Linked DNA regions of Callithrix jacchus: region 1 is linked to region 2. The links are chromatin contacts, called in public Hi-C maps. All regions are on one chromosome and are shown on one strand. Each heading gives the region's core, a stretch centred on a gene start, on an enhancer-like site or on the middle of the called end of the contact. The rest is flanking DNA. Distances are from core to core; before and after follow the strand shown.

What was found. A called contact is a pair of places that touch in the nucleus more often than the background predicts.
Region 1: a contact with region 2 is called in a Hi-C map of induced pluripotent stem cells, with 2.3 times the contacts expected there. The contact joins two enhancer-like sites. A contact is called at or near these places in 2 of 3 Hi-C or Micro-C datasets (induced pluripotent stem cells and skeletal muscle).

The regions. Positions count from the first base shown.
Region 1 is chr8:130,324,484-130,330,270 of calJac240_pri, forward strand. SYNE3 (spectrin repeat containing nuclear envelope family member 3) reads right to left here. Exons shown (of 21, transcript XM_078335710.1): 4 at 1-1,761. Among named protein-coding and RNA genes, the nearest start is that of SYNE3, 9.8 kb to the right of the region's middle. Within about 2 kb of position 1,333, at least 7 of the 16 cell types and tissues checked have an H3K27ac peak or open chromatin away from gene starts, as enhancers often do.
Region 2 is chr8:130,247,449-130,253,374 of calJac240_pri, forward strand. It overlaps SYNE3 (spectrin repeat containing nuclear envelope family member 3), which reads right to left. Exons shown (of 21, transcript XM_078335710.1): 10 at 5,065-5,201; 11 at 2,663-2,837. Among named protein-coding and RNA genes, the nearest start is that of SYNE3, 87 kb to the right of the region's middle. Within about 2 kb of position 2,708, at least 2 of the 16 cell types and tissues checked have an H3K27ac peak or open chromatin away from gene starts, as enhancers often do.

The sequences.
Region 1 (5,787 bases), core at 83-2,582, 76 kb after region 2:
CATGATTAAATTCCAATCTGTTTTTTAGGTTATATTTTCCATACACAGCATATACTGATTAGCTATGCTGATCCTTCTGTGGCAAGGTTATTGATAAATTCAAATAGTCAGCAAACAAACCAGCACCAGTGTTAGTAACAGGTGAGAAGTCGTGTGTGTGTGTGTGTGTGTGTGTGTGTAAAAAGCAAGCCTGAAGCCTCCAGTTATGTAGATTATCTGCATAGGCAGCAAAACACACACTCAAACATACACCACACACATCAAAGTTCCCAGCTCTGTATGATAAGGCACACAGAGACAGCTGAGCCCATTTCAGATAATGAATGTGGTTTTGTATTCTCTGAATTGTGACATACCAGGAAAGTCACTTCCACGTTCAGCTGCCTCCTCGGTTGCTAAACACACAAGATGTGTGCTTGCTCTTCACTCACAGAACTGATGGCTGCTCACTCTTGAGCTGTATCATTTGGTTAAAACAACAGCAAATTACGAACCTGGCATGTTTGCTTGTTTTTGTTTTGAAATATAAATGCAGCCTTAATAATGTCGGTGTTTCTAATGGTGGGGTGGGTGGCAGAGTGAAAAGCTCCCTGGATCAGCATCTTCTGACTTGCTGTCTCTCTGGGCTCTGCATTCCCCAGTCGGCTGGGCAGAGGTGAGCCATCTCATCTCCTCCTGTCTCCACATTTATAAAATGCGGCCAGTTCTTCCTGTTTTCCTTGTAAGAGCTGTCATGAGATTCACATAAAGATGATGAAATGCACAACAAACTTGAGGTTCTGTGCAAATGTGTACTCCCATGGTAAATTAAATCCTCCACTTACTCTGATTCCAAAGTATGCTTCACGACAGACACTAACTCAGGAAGAGGCGGTAAGGAAGACTTCCCACTAAGGAGGAAAATGAAGCTTTGCGTTTTTTTTTTTTTTTTAATCCCTAGAGACATGTTTTTGAAAATTCCTGAAGCATCCTCTCCTTGCTTTGACAAGGATGGCTGTTCTGAACATGTGATCACCTTAGAAGTGCTATGTGATAGGCAGAGTGCCCAGGAAGCCGGGAGGCTCTGAGCCCAGCCCTGGCAGACACGCAGAGGCGTGGCCTTGGCATCCTCTTTAGGGCACCGGAACCCATGAAGGGTATTGCACCATCCTCATCCATTCCCTGTAAGCCGTCGGCACTGGGCTCTTTGGGGAAGCCTCTATCCGAGTGGCAGGGGCTGGTACCAAATAGGTTCACATATCTTACAAAACCTGCTGCTCTTGATGACGGTTCTTGACAGCTCAGGACACTTCCCTAATAGAGAACATTGTTTCACTGTGGTAGTTCCGAAACCATAGAATCCTACTGCCAACAGCTGGCACTGAACACATGCAGAAGAAACGTTTTCCAACCGACTGCCACAAGTCCTTGCAACTGTAATAGCTGCAGCACCTGGCCTAAGGTTTCAAAGAATTTTTATCTTCAATTTCTTCTTTGAAGTTGTAGATTTGGTATACAGAGGAAACCTGCCAGTGTCACTAAATGTCCCTCCTGGTTAATTGGAAAGCCCTATTCAGCAGACAGAAGCAACTGCTATAAAGGCAAGAGAGAAGGTGGCACACACATCTTGGTGTCCTTGGGTATTTCAGAGGTCTCGGCTAGCACCATGCCGACGGGATGAGTGCACCAGCTTCGGCAGTCAAGCTTGTCATCATCCAAACGGAAATGTTTGTGCAAAATGACTGGACTCCATCTGCTCTGTTCACCAACTACAGAGATGGCCTACAACAAAGTTCACACAGAGACAAAAATGACAGATTTACTGGCCCAACTCCAACGTGTTGCAGAGCCCCTTAGAGGCTCAGTGAAGTGCCCAAGGTCAGCAAACACTGATTGCATCAGCCCACACTGTTTACCCCCATTACCAAATCCAAGAGACCCTGTGCCCTTACTTGGCTTCTCTCTGTGGCTTTTTTTTTTTTTAAAGAGACAGTCTTGTTCTGTTGCCCAGGCTGGAGTGCAGTGGTACAATCATAGTTCACTGCTGTCTAAAACTCCTGGGCCAAAGTCATCCTCCCACCTCAGCCTCTCAAGTGGCTAGGACTATAGGCACACACCACTGTGTCCAACTAACTTTTACAACTTTTTCTAGAGATGGGGCCTATGATGCCCAGGCTAGTCTAGAACACATGGCCTCAAGCAATCCTCCTGCCTCAGCCTCCCAAAGTGCTGGGACTACAAGAGCCCCAAGCCCAGGCCCTCTGTGGCTTCTGGTAACTGCCTCTTCCCTGAAGCATTTGCTCCCAATTCTCCCCATGGCCTGTCCTTCCCCAGCTACAGGCCTTCTCCAGGCTTTCTTCTCTACACTCCTTCTTGCCCTCCCTCCCCAAATCTCCTTTGTCAATAAATCCAGACCTGCAGAGGCAATAATCTGCATACTCTCTCCCTTTATTTCACACATAACCTGATGATTTAGATGTTCCTGAGGCACCTGGAAATAGAAATGCTCAAAAGTAATACATGACCCTACCTTTCCAATCTTCCTTCCCCCTCCCTGTATTCCCTGAATCAGCAAGTGTAGTCCGTGGCTAAGCAAAACCCTGGGAATAAACCTGAATCTTTCCTTCTTCCTCCCACAGTCAGCCAGTCACCAGACACTGCCATCCTTACCTTCCAAGAACTCAGCTTGATGCGGTGCCCTTCCCCCATGCCTCCCACCCCAAAGGTTAAATCTGATGACCCTAAGTGGCCCTGGCAGCTCGGGCACCTACAATCCATCCTCAACTCTCCTGCAAAGGTGATCTCTCAAGCCCTCCACAGCTTACACTCCTCCTGGGACCTTCCCGCATCCAGAGGAGAGCCTAAGGCCTTGCCATCTGTCCTTACCTCAGCTATGTCCAATCCTGTACTTCTCAAGAAATGGCCTGGCATTTCCCCAGCAGGCCCAGGGGCCTTTTGCCTTTGCCCTGGTTGCTCCCTCTTCCTGGAATGTCCCTCCCGTTTATATAGAGGCACTTTACTCTTTCAAAACTCAGCTCAAGGGTCACTCCTCTACTGAGCTTTCCGCATCCCTTAGCGCTCACTGAGCTTTTCCCAGAGCCCCATTCCCCTCTCCAGTTCTCATGTTTCATTCTTGCATCTGTCCCCATCACAGGACTGAGAGGATTTGGGAGCTTCTGACTCCACTCTGTATCCTGTTTAGTGCAGAGCCTGTGGACATATCACTGAATGTTTCTCTACCTCCTGTGGCACCTGTGGTCAATATGATGAGTTCCACACCATTTGGGATTTATATAATGTAGTCTTTATACAAGAATTATGTATTGAACATATAGTAAGTCCCAGGGATGGCACTAGGGCACCAGGTTACAAAAATGAATCCTACCCAACTAGAAGCTGATGGCCTAGTGTGTGTGGGGTGGTGGGGAGGGGGGGAGGAATAAATCGACAAAATGACAATGCATACACTCCCTGCAGGAATTCTGGTCCCCAAGCACTGTGAAGCAGGGCTGGGCAGTAGGATGAGTGAGGTGGTTGTACTCTTTGATGCCGCTTTGTGTCCTGGGCTGACGTCAGCATTTGCAGAACCAACTTATGGACAGCCCTTTGTGACCTATCGTCAGCTGAGCTCTCATCAAGCCCACTTGGTGTATAGTTAGAAAAATTCAACTTTACACCAATATTATTCAGTCCCTCACCACCTAATGAAATGTACTAGGTATTTCCAAGGGGTCTTCCATGAACTGTGATGTACATAACAGAATGTTTACCTGGCATAAAGGAGTATTCTTTTTTTTAACATAACCTTAAGCTGTGTGTGTATGTGTGTGTTTGTATGTGTGTGTGTGTGCGCAGTTGTTATTGGCAAGCTAAAATAAACTGCGTGTGTTTGTATGTGTGCGCAGTTGTTATTGGCAAGCTAAAATAAACTGTGTGTGTGTGTTTGTATGTGTGTGTGTGTGCGCAGTTGTTATTGGCAAGCTAAAATAAACTGCGTGTGTTTGTATGTGTGCGCAGTTGTTATTGGCAAGCTAAAATAAACTGTGTGTGTGTGTGTGTATGTGTGTGTGCGCAGTTGTTATTGGCAAGCTAAAATAAACTGCATGTGTGTGTTTGTGTGTGTGTGTGCGCAGTTGTTATTGGCAAGCTAAAATAAACTGCGTGTGTGTGTGTTTGTGTGTGCGCAGTTATTGGCAAGCTAAAATAAACTGCATGTGTGTGTTTGTGTGTGCGCAGTTATTGGCAAGCTAAAATAAACTGCGTGTGTGTGTGTGTGTATGTGTGTGTGCACAGTTGTTATTGGCAAGCTAAAATAAACTGCGTGTGTATTTGTGTGTGTGTGCGTTGTTATTGGCAAGCTAAAATAAACTGTGTGTTTGTATGTGTGTGTGTGCGTAGTTATTGGCAAGCTAAAATAAACTGCGTGTGTGTTTGTGTTTGTGTGTGCGCAGTTGTTATTGGCAAGCTAAAATAAACTGTGTGTGTGTGTGTGTGCGCAGTTGTTATTGGCAAGCTAAAATAAATGTGTGTGTGTGTGTGCGCAGTTGTTATTGGCAAGCTAAAATAAACTGCATGTGTGTGTGTTTGTGTGTATGTATGTGTGTGCGCAGTTGTTATTGGCAAGCTAAAATAAACTGCGCGTGTGTGTATGTGTGTGCAGTTGTTATTGGCAAGCTAAAATAAACTGCATGTGTGTGTGTTTGTGTGTATGTGTGTGTGTGTGCAGTTATTGGCAAGCTAAAATAAACTGCGTGTGTATGTGTGTGTGCAGTTGTTATTGGCAAGCTAAAATAAACTGCGTGTTTGTGTGTGTGCAGTTATTGGCAAGCTAAAATAAACTGTGTGTGTTTGTGTGTGTGTGTGCAGTTATTGGCAAGCTAAAATAAACTGCATGTGTGTATGTGTGTGCAGTTGTTATTGGCAAGCTAAACTGCGTGTGTGTGTTTGTGTGTGTGCAGTTGTTATTGGCAAGCTAAAATAAACTGCGTGTGTGTATGTGTGTGTGCAGTTGTTATTGGCAAGCTAAAATAAACTGCGTGTGTGTGTGTGTGCAGTTGTTATTGGCAAGCTAAAATAAACTGCGTGCATGTGTGTGTGTGCAGTTGTTATTGGCAGGCTTAAATAAACTGCGTGTGTGTGTGTTTGTATGTGTGTGTGTGTGCAGTTGTTATTGGCAAGCTAAAATAAACTGCGTGCGTGTGTATGTGTGTGTGCAGTTGTTACTGGCAAGCTAAAATAAACTGCGTGTGTGTGTATGTGTGTGTGTGCAGTTATTGGCAAGCTAAAATAAACTGCGTGTGTGTGTATGTGTGTGTGTGTGCAGTTGTTATTGGCAAGCTAAAATAAACTGCTTGTGTGTGTGTGCAGTTGTTATTGGCAAGCTAAAATAAACTGCGTGTGTGTGTGTATGTGTGTGTGTGCAGTTGTTATTGGCAAGCTAAAATAAACTGCGTGTGTGTATGTGTGTGTGTGTGTGTGTGTGCAGTTGTTATTGGCAAGCTAAAATAAACTGCATGTTTCCTTGACTTCTTATTCAGACTACGTGGAAAATAACTTCTTTTTCTTGGTTACTTGAAAGCACTTACAAGGCGCTAATTCACAAGGAACGGTCACGGGTGAAGGCTGTTCACCCCTTCTTATATCAAATGCCCCAGAATGCTGCTTTCTACAAAGAATCCCAGAATGTCTGCTCCTTAGTGCTTCATCTTTTCCTTACCCATCATTGTTTCTTCCTGCTTTCAGTGCAAGCCTTTCAAATTTACTGCTTCTGATCTGTTGTGGCTGTATTAGGAAATGAAGTAAGTTAGC
Region 2 (5,926 bases), core at 1,458-3,957:
CCTCATCTGCAAAAATGAGGGCAATTGGGCCGGGCACGGTGGCTCACGCCTGTAATCCCAGCACTTTGGGAGGCTGAGGCGGGTGGATCATGAGGTCAAGAGATCAAGACCATCCTAGTCAAACAAGGTGAAACCCCGTCTCTACTAAAAATACAAAAATTAGCTGGGCATGGTGGCATGTGCCTGTAGTCCCAGCTACTCGGGAGGCTGAGGCAGGAGAATTGCTTGAACCCAGGAGGCAGAGGTTATGGTGAGCCGAGATCGTGCCATTGCACTCCGGCCTGGTTAACAAGAGCGAAACTCCAACTCAAAAAAATAAAAATAAAAAAATAAATGAGGGTGATCATGGTAGAAATGGAAACAAAACTACATGTGCATATTCAAAATATGTAAATTATGACAAAAATCAAAAACAACCTAAACCTCGAATCATGGATACATTAAATTATGGCATACTCCAAAACAGAATATTATCCGGCCATTGAAAATGATCACTTTTATTTGAATGATTTTAAATGATGCTGAGAAAAAAAAGCTCAAATGTGTGGCGTGAAAATATCAGAATATGCAATTACAGAACTTGAATCCAAATACACAAAAATTACAATTAAATCTTCTGTGTCTTGGTGACCATATCTCATGGAAATATCTTTTTTTTTTTTTTTTAGATGGAGTTTCACTCTTGTTACCCAGGCTGGAGTGCAGTGGCGCTATCTCGGCTCACCGCAACCTCCGCCTCCTGGGTTCAGGCAATTCTCCTGCCTCAGCCTCCTGAGTAGCTGGGACTACAGGCACGCGCCACCATGCCCAGCGAATTTTTTGTATTTTTAGTAGAGATGGGGTTTCACCATGTTGACCAGGATGGTCTCGATCTCTCACGAAAATATCTAAATGGATTTCATCAGATATAAAGGATAGATCTGGGATCTTCTGACCTAAAATTGAGGTTTGTGGCACATAAGAAATTCACTCCAGGATGCCCTGCCTAATAAAGATGGAATCATCCTTTGGAGCATGGGGGTGGGAGAAGGGGCCCACTGGACCCTTGGAAAGAAAAGTCATGCCTTGCAGCTTAAAAATTATGAAGAGAGGCCAAGCGTGCTGGCTCACATCTGTAATCCTAGCACTTTGAAAGACCGAGGCTGGTGGATCACTTGAGATCAGGAGTTCGAGACCAACCCGGGCAACATGGTGAAACCCCATCTCTACTAAAAATACAAAAAAATAGCTGGGTGTGGTGACGCATGCCTGTAATCCCAGCTACCTGAGAGGCTGAGGCAGGAAAATCACTTGAACCCAGGAGGCAGAGGTTGCGGTGAGCTGGGATCGCACCTCTGCACTTTCATTCTATCAGCCTGGGTGATAGAATGAGACTTGGTCTCCAAAAAACGTAACAAAACAAAATAAAACAAAAGTGAAGAAGAAAACAAATTCTTGTTCCAACATAAGCCCTAAGTGGAAAATCGCAAATGTAGACGTTTTGAAATGCAGGCACATGGCTAAGTAGTAAACCCAACGGTGAGCAGGGGCCAACCCTGGTTATTGGTTCTCCCACGTAATACCAAGGTGGCAGAAAAAGCAATGGAGAAATTGCCCCGACATGTTCGTCCCTGTGGCCCGTGGGATTATGGGAGCTTTTTGTTTTCTTCTTCACACACCATTACGCTGTCCAGGTAGGTATGCCCTTTATAATTAGAATGAACATTGACATAAATGGGGACTTACATCTCACGTTTGAGCCTTTTCCCACTCTTTGTGTCTAAGAATCTCTAGACACAAAATCATTGGACGGACTTCCGAGTTCAATGATGCCAAAGGCAGTATGTACAGGCACACTGGGCACACAGTAGTGATGGGCATCATGGCAGATGCTGTCTGCTGCCTATCCCACAGCCATTCCTCCTTCTCTCTTTCCAAACAACCAGCATTTTGGGATGCAAAGGGCTCAGCTCCTGGGCGCTGAGTCTAATTGGTACAAACAAGTTACAGCGATCCCATCATCCTTGCCAGTGATTGGTCCGGGAAGAGTCATATGACCTTGACTGGCCAATGAGCCAAGTAAGGGGAGTGTGCAGGTCAGGGAAGGATTTGAAAGGCAGAAGTGGAGGTGGAGAGGACCCCGTGCGCCGCGGGCTCTGTCCAGAGCCAGTTGTTCATGGGAGGTGCATGTTTGGAGCCATAGCAGCCATGCTGGGGCCATGAAGGGGGACTTGGCTTAGATCTACAAAGGGCCTGGTCCTGGTGACACCGCTGAGCTGTGGCCTGGCACCCTGGACTGCCTGAATGTCGCTGTTTTAAGCCACCACAGCTCAGGTCAGATTTCCCGCCACTTGTAGCCACAGTAAAGGCAATGGCCTGATAACGCTGCTCTCTCAGGACTGCTGATGCCTCCACCTGGGAGATGCTTGCGGGCGGGGAGCGTCCGTACGGAACCCCGGGTTAACCCCAGGCGGCTTCACCTCCTGCCCAGGAGCCAAGCTGACCTTTGCCACTGTAACAAGCAAGCATAGTCACTCCCTGTGCACCAGGACTCAGCAGACGGGAGCTCTCCCCAGATATCCGGAAGATCCGGCAATGGACCTTCCCCTGGGAGAGAGGCTGAAACGCGATGCCCCACCAGTGGCCCACCCCAGTCACAACCCGTTGGCAGGACCATGGTTACCTCGATCTGGGGCAGGAAGGTGTGAAGGGAAGGCAGGTCCGGCAGGCTGGCAGTGACCTCCAAGAGCCGCTGGGCCAGGGCCCTCCACAGCTGCAGATCCTGCAGAGGCCGCTGGAAATGCTGCCACAGCTCCACCCCGGCAGCATTGCGCAGCCTGGCACTCTTCCCCTTCAGGCTGTGAGGACCGTGGAGGGAGAAAATGAGGGAGGAGAGAGAGTGGCTTCAGTCCAGGGGTGGGGCCTCTGCTGAGACCCTCAAAAGGCCCAGTGTGTGCTGCTCGCTGCTCCCAGGGTGGGCTCTCTCCTATCTCAGTTGCTGGGGGTGTCTGCAGTAGTAGTTACAAGATGTAGTTGGAAGGAACTTTGGTTAATATCACTATGAAAAAGCATCAGTTGCAGGCCTGGGGTCTTCCTGAGAACAGACACTGGGGCTCCCTGGGACCTGTAGGCTCTTATATAATTTGCATGCATGGGCAGGATACGGTGGCTCACACCTGTACTCCTAGCGCTTTGGGAGGCCAAAGCAGGAGGATCACTTGAGGCCAGGAGTATGAGACCAGCCTGGGCAACATAGCAAGACCCCATCTCTACAAAAAATATTTTAAAATTAGCTGGGCATCATGGTGCATGCCTGTAGTCCTAGCTACTCGGGAGGCTGGGGTAAGAGGATTGCTTGAGCCAAGGCGTTTGAGGTTGCAGTGAGCTCTGATTGCACCACTGCACTCCAACCTAGGTGTCAAAGCGACACCTGTCTCCAGATAAATACATACATAAATAAGAGGAATAAGTGTTCTCTGATTCTATAGTAGTTATAAAGAGCTGGGAGTTTGGAGCCAGCTATGGGACCTTAAGGGGCTCAACATTAATAAGTCTTAGCTTTCTTGCCTCTGAAAAGGGCACCCCTCTCATACAATCATTCTAAGTGTTACATGAGGTGACACATGGAGACATTATTCTTCCAGTCACGGAAGAAAATTAATTCAGACTGGCCTTCCCACTGAGTACAAAAACAAAAGACAAAAAAAAATTGCCTGATCAAAGTTTTAAAAAACAAATAATAGAAATGTGAGTCTAACAGCCAAAGCTACTTCGACCCTGAGGACATTTGCCAATCTGGAAGAAAGAGCTGCAAAACTGATTTAGGGCTTTGGCAGCCTCTCAGGAGAGGGGCCTATCAAAGACAGGCAGATTCTGAAAACCGCGCCTCACGTGAAGCTGGCATCGCAAAGGTCATGCCTTCAGGATGAAAGTGCACTGCAAGCCAGTCAAACAGACCAGGGAACTACAGGCCCTGAGGATAAATCATGGAGACCCTAGACCAGTCCTGCCTGCCCCCAGGCACCTGGAAGAAGCAAACCAAACCCTTTCTTAAATAAGATACCGTCATCCTAGGCCCATTTAATTTCTACAGATAATTTTTCAAATAGAATGTCCAGCACCAAGTCATAGGTAACCAGTACCCGAAACCTCGGTAAGAGAAACCAGAGGGAGAGGAAGACCCTTAGCCACTCTGTCTCCCTGCCCGCTTCGTGCACAGGAAATCCAACCCCCAAGCCCAGCCCTACCCCTACCTTAGCATCCCACAGGGGATCCAGGCCACTGCCCCTATTTTATAGATGTGGGCCTGAGCATGCTGTGGGATGAGAGACACACAGCAAAGGTGGGAGCTCCTGGTACCAGGCAAAGATAGGAGATGCCCGACAGCCACGGGGAAAGTTGTGCTATGTTCAGAACACCTCTGAGGCTCATGCAGCAAAGACAGGTAACAGATTTCAAATCAACACTTTGCTCGGTTCTGCACAGAGAGGATACAGAGTGGCCTGAAGGGTCTTTAGACTGAAGACCCTTTGCTGAAGGCAAAGACAGAGTGGCCAAGGGTCTTCCTCTCCCTCTGGTTTCTCTTACCGAGGTTTCAGGTACTGGTTACCTATGACTTGGTACTGGACATTCTATTTGAAAAATTATCTGTAGATGTTAAATGGAAGCTGGAGGCCTTGCTGTGCCTGAGCCCAGGGGCTGCGGGGCAGGTGGAGGCTGATCTGGAGACACTCAGATGTTGAAGTCAGCGTCAGAAGGCAGGGGGATGGAAAATTGAAAGCCCTCCCTTTGGGCCATCACCGCTCCCCAATGCTAATCTGCATAAAGAGTCATGACCGGATGGGTGGCTGGGCCACTAGCCTGGATAAATGCAAGTTCAGGCCTCTTTCTTCGAGCAAATGCAAAACAGTCAAACAGGACAGTGTCTGAGCCAAGTGAGAACCTGTAAAAGCCCGTCACTGAGAGGTGCAGAGAATGATTTAGAAGTTCCTAGGCTGCAGGAGAAAGCAAGCCCGCCTTCTGGAGATGGGGAGACGTGGGTTCCAGCACACCCTGAGTCCCACCGCCCTCGGCCTTCCCAGATACCTCTGATACTCCCGGATGGCAGCCACGACGCTGTTGGACAGCGGCTGCAGGTCGTGGGGGAAGACCATGAGCTCCTTCAGCTGGGCCTGCAGCCGGGCTACCCGGGGCTCCTCCGAGGCCAGCGCTGCCTGTGTTGCCTGCAGCATACAACGACACAGCGGGGAGGGGGGATGAGGCTCCTTAACGGGATAAGTGTAGGGGAGTGAGTGTAGCCACTGAGGTTGGTTCAGGCTGGGAGGAAACTGTCAGCAAGAGCAGGAACTGGGGCCCCACTCAAGCTCAGCCCCCGCCCTCTCATCTCCAGTTCCATGACTTGGAACTCTGCTTTTACTGTCTGTTGCTGGGCTACAGTTCGGCTCTTTATTATCCCCTACCTCCCAGCATTGTCATGGCAATCACTAGCACCTAATGATACAAATAACTAATACTCAGGAGACACCAATGCCAGGCTGAGTGCCGTGGGTGTCCCATTTGTTTAAGCCTGAAAGGCTAGTCTGTGTCCCCATGTTATTTACACAGAAACTCGGGCTAAGGGCTCTCTGATAGTTGCAGAGTCTGTGGATGGTGGACCCGACATCATAGCAGGGCCTCTTCCTGCCTCTAACGGTGCTTTGTCAACCCGGCGATTATTCCAGGCAGGCCTAGAAGATATTTGCATGGACTATTACCAGTTGCTTCACTTCATTGTGTGCACACTCCAGACACAGCCTTTCCCTGCTGTCCTGGGAAGTTCCGCATTTGACCTTGATCTGCAGGACTCCCAGCACCTGGCCTAGCCCTGCTCAGTAGGAGGCAGGGTGGGGTAGTGGAAAGTGCATGGGCTTCGGCATAACACAGAGCTGGCGGGAGACCCACCTCTGTC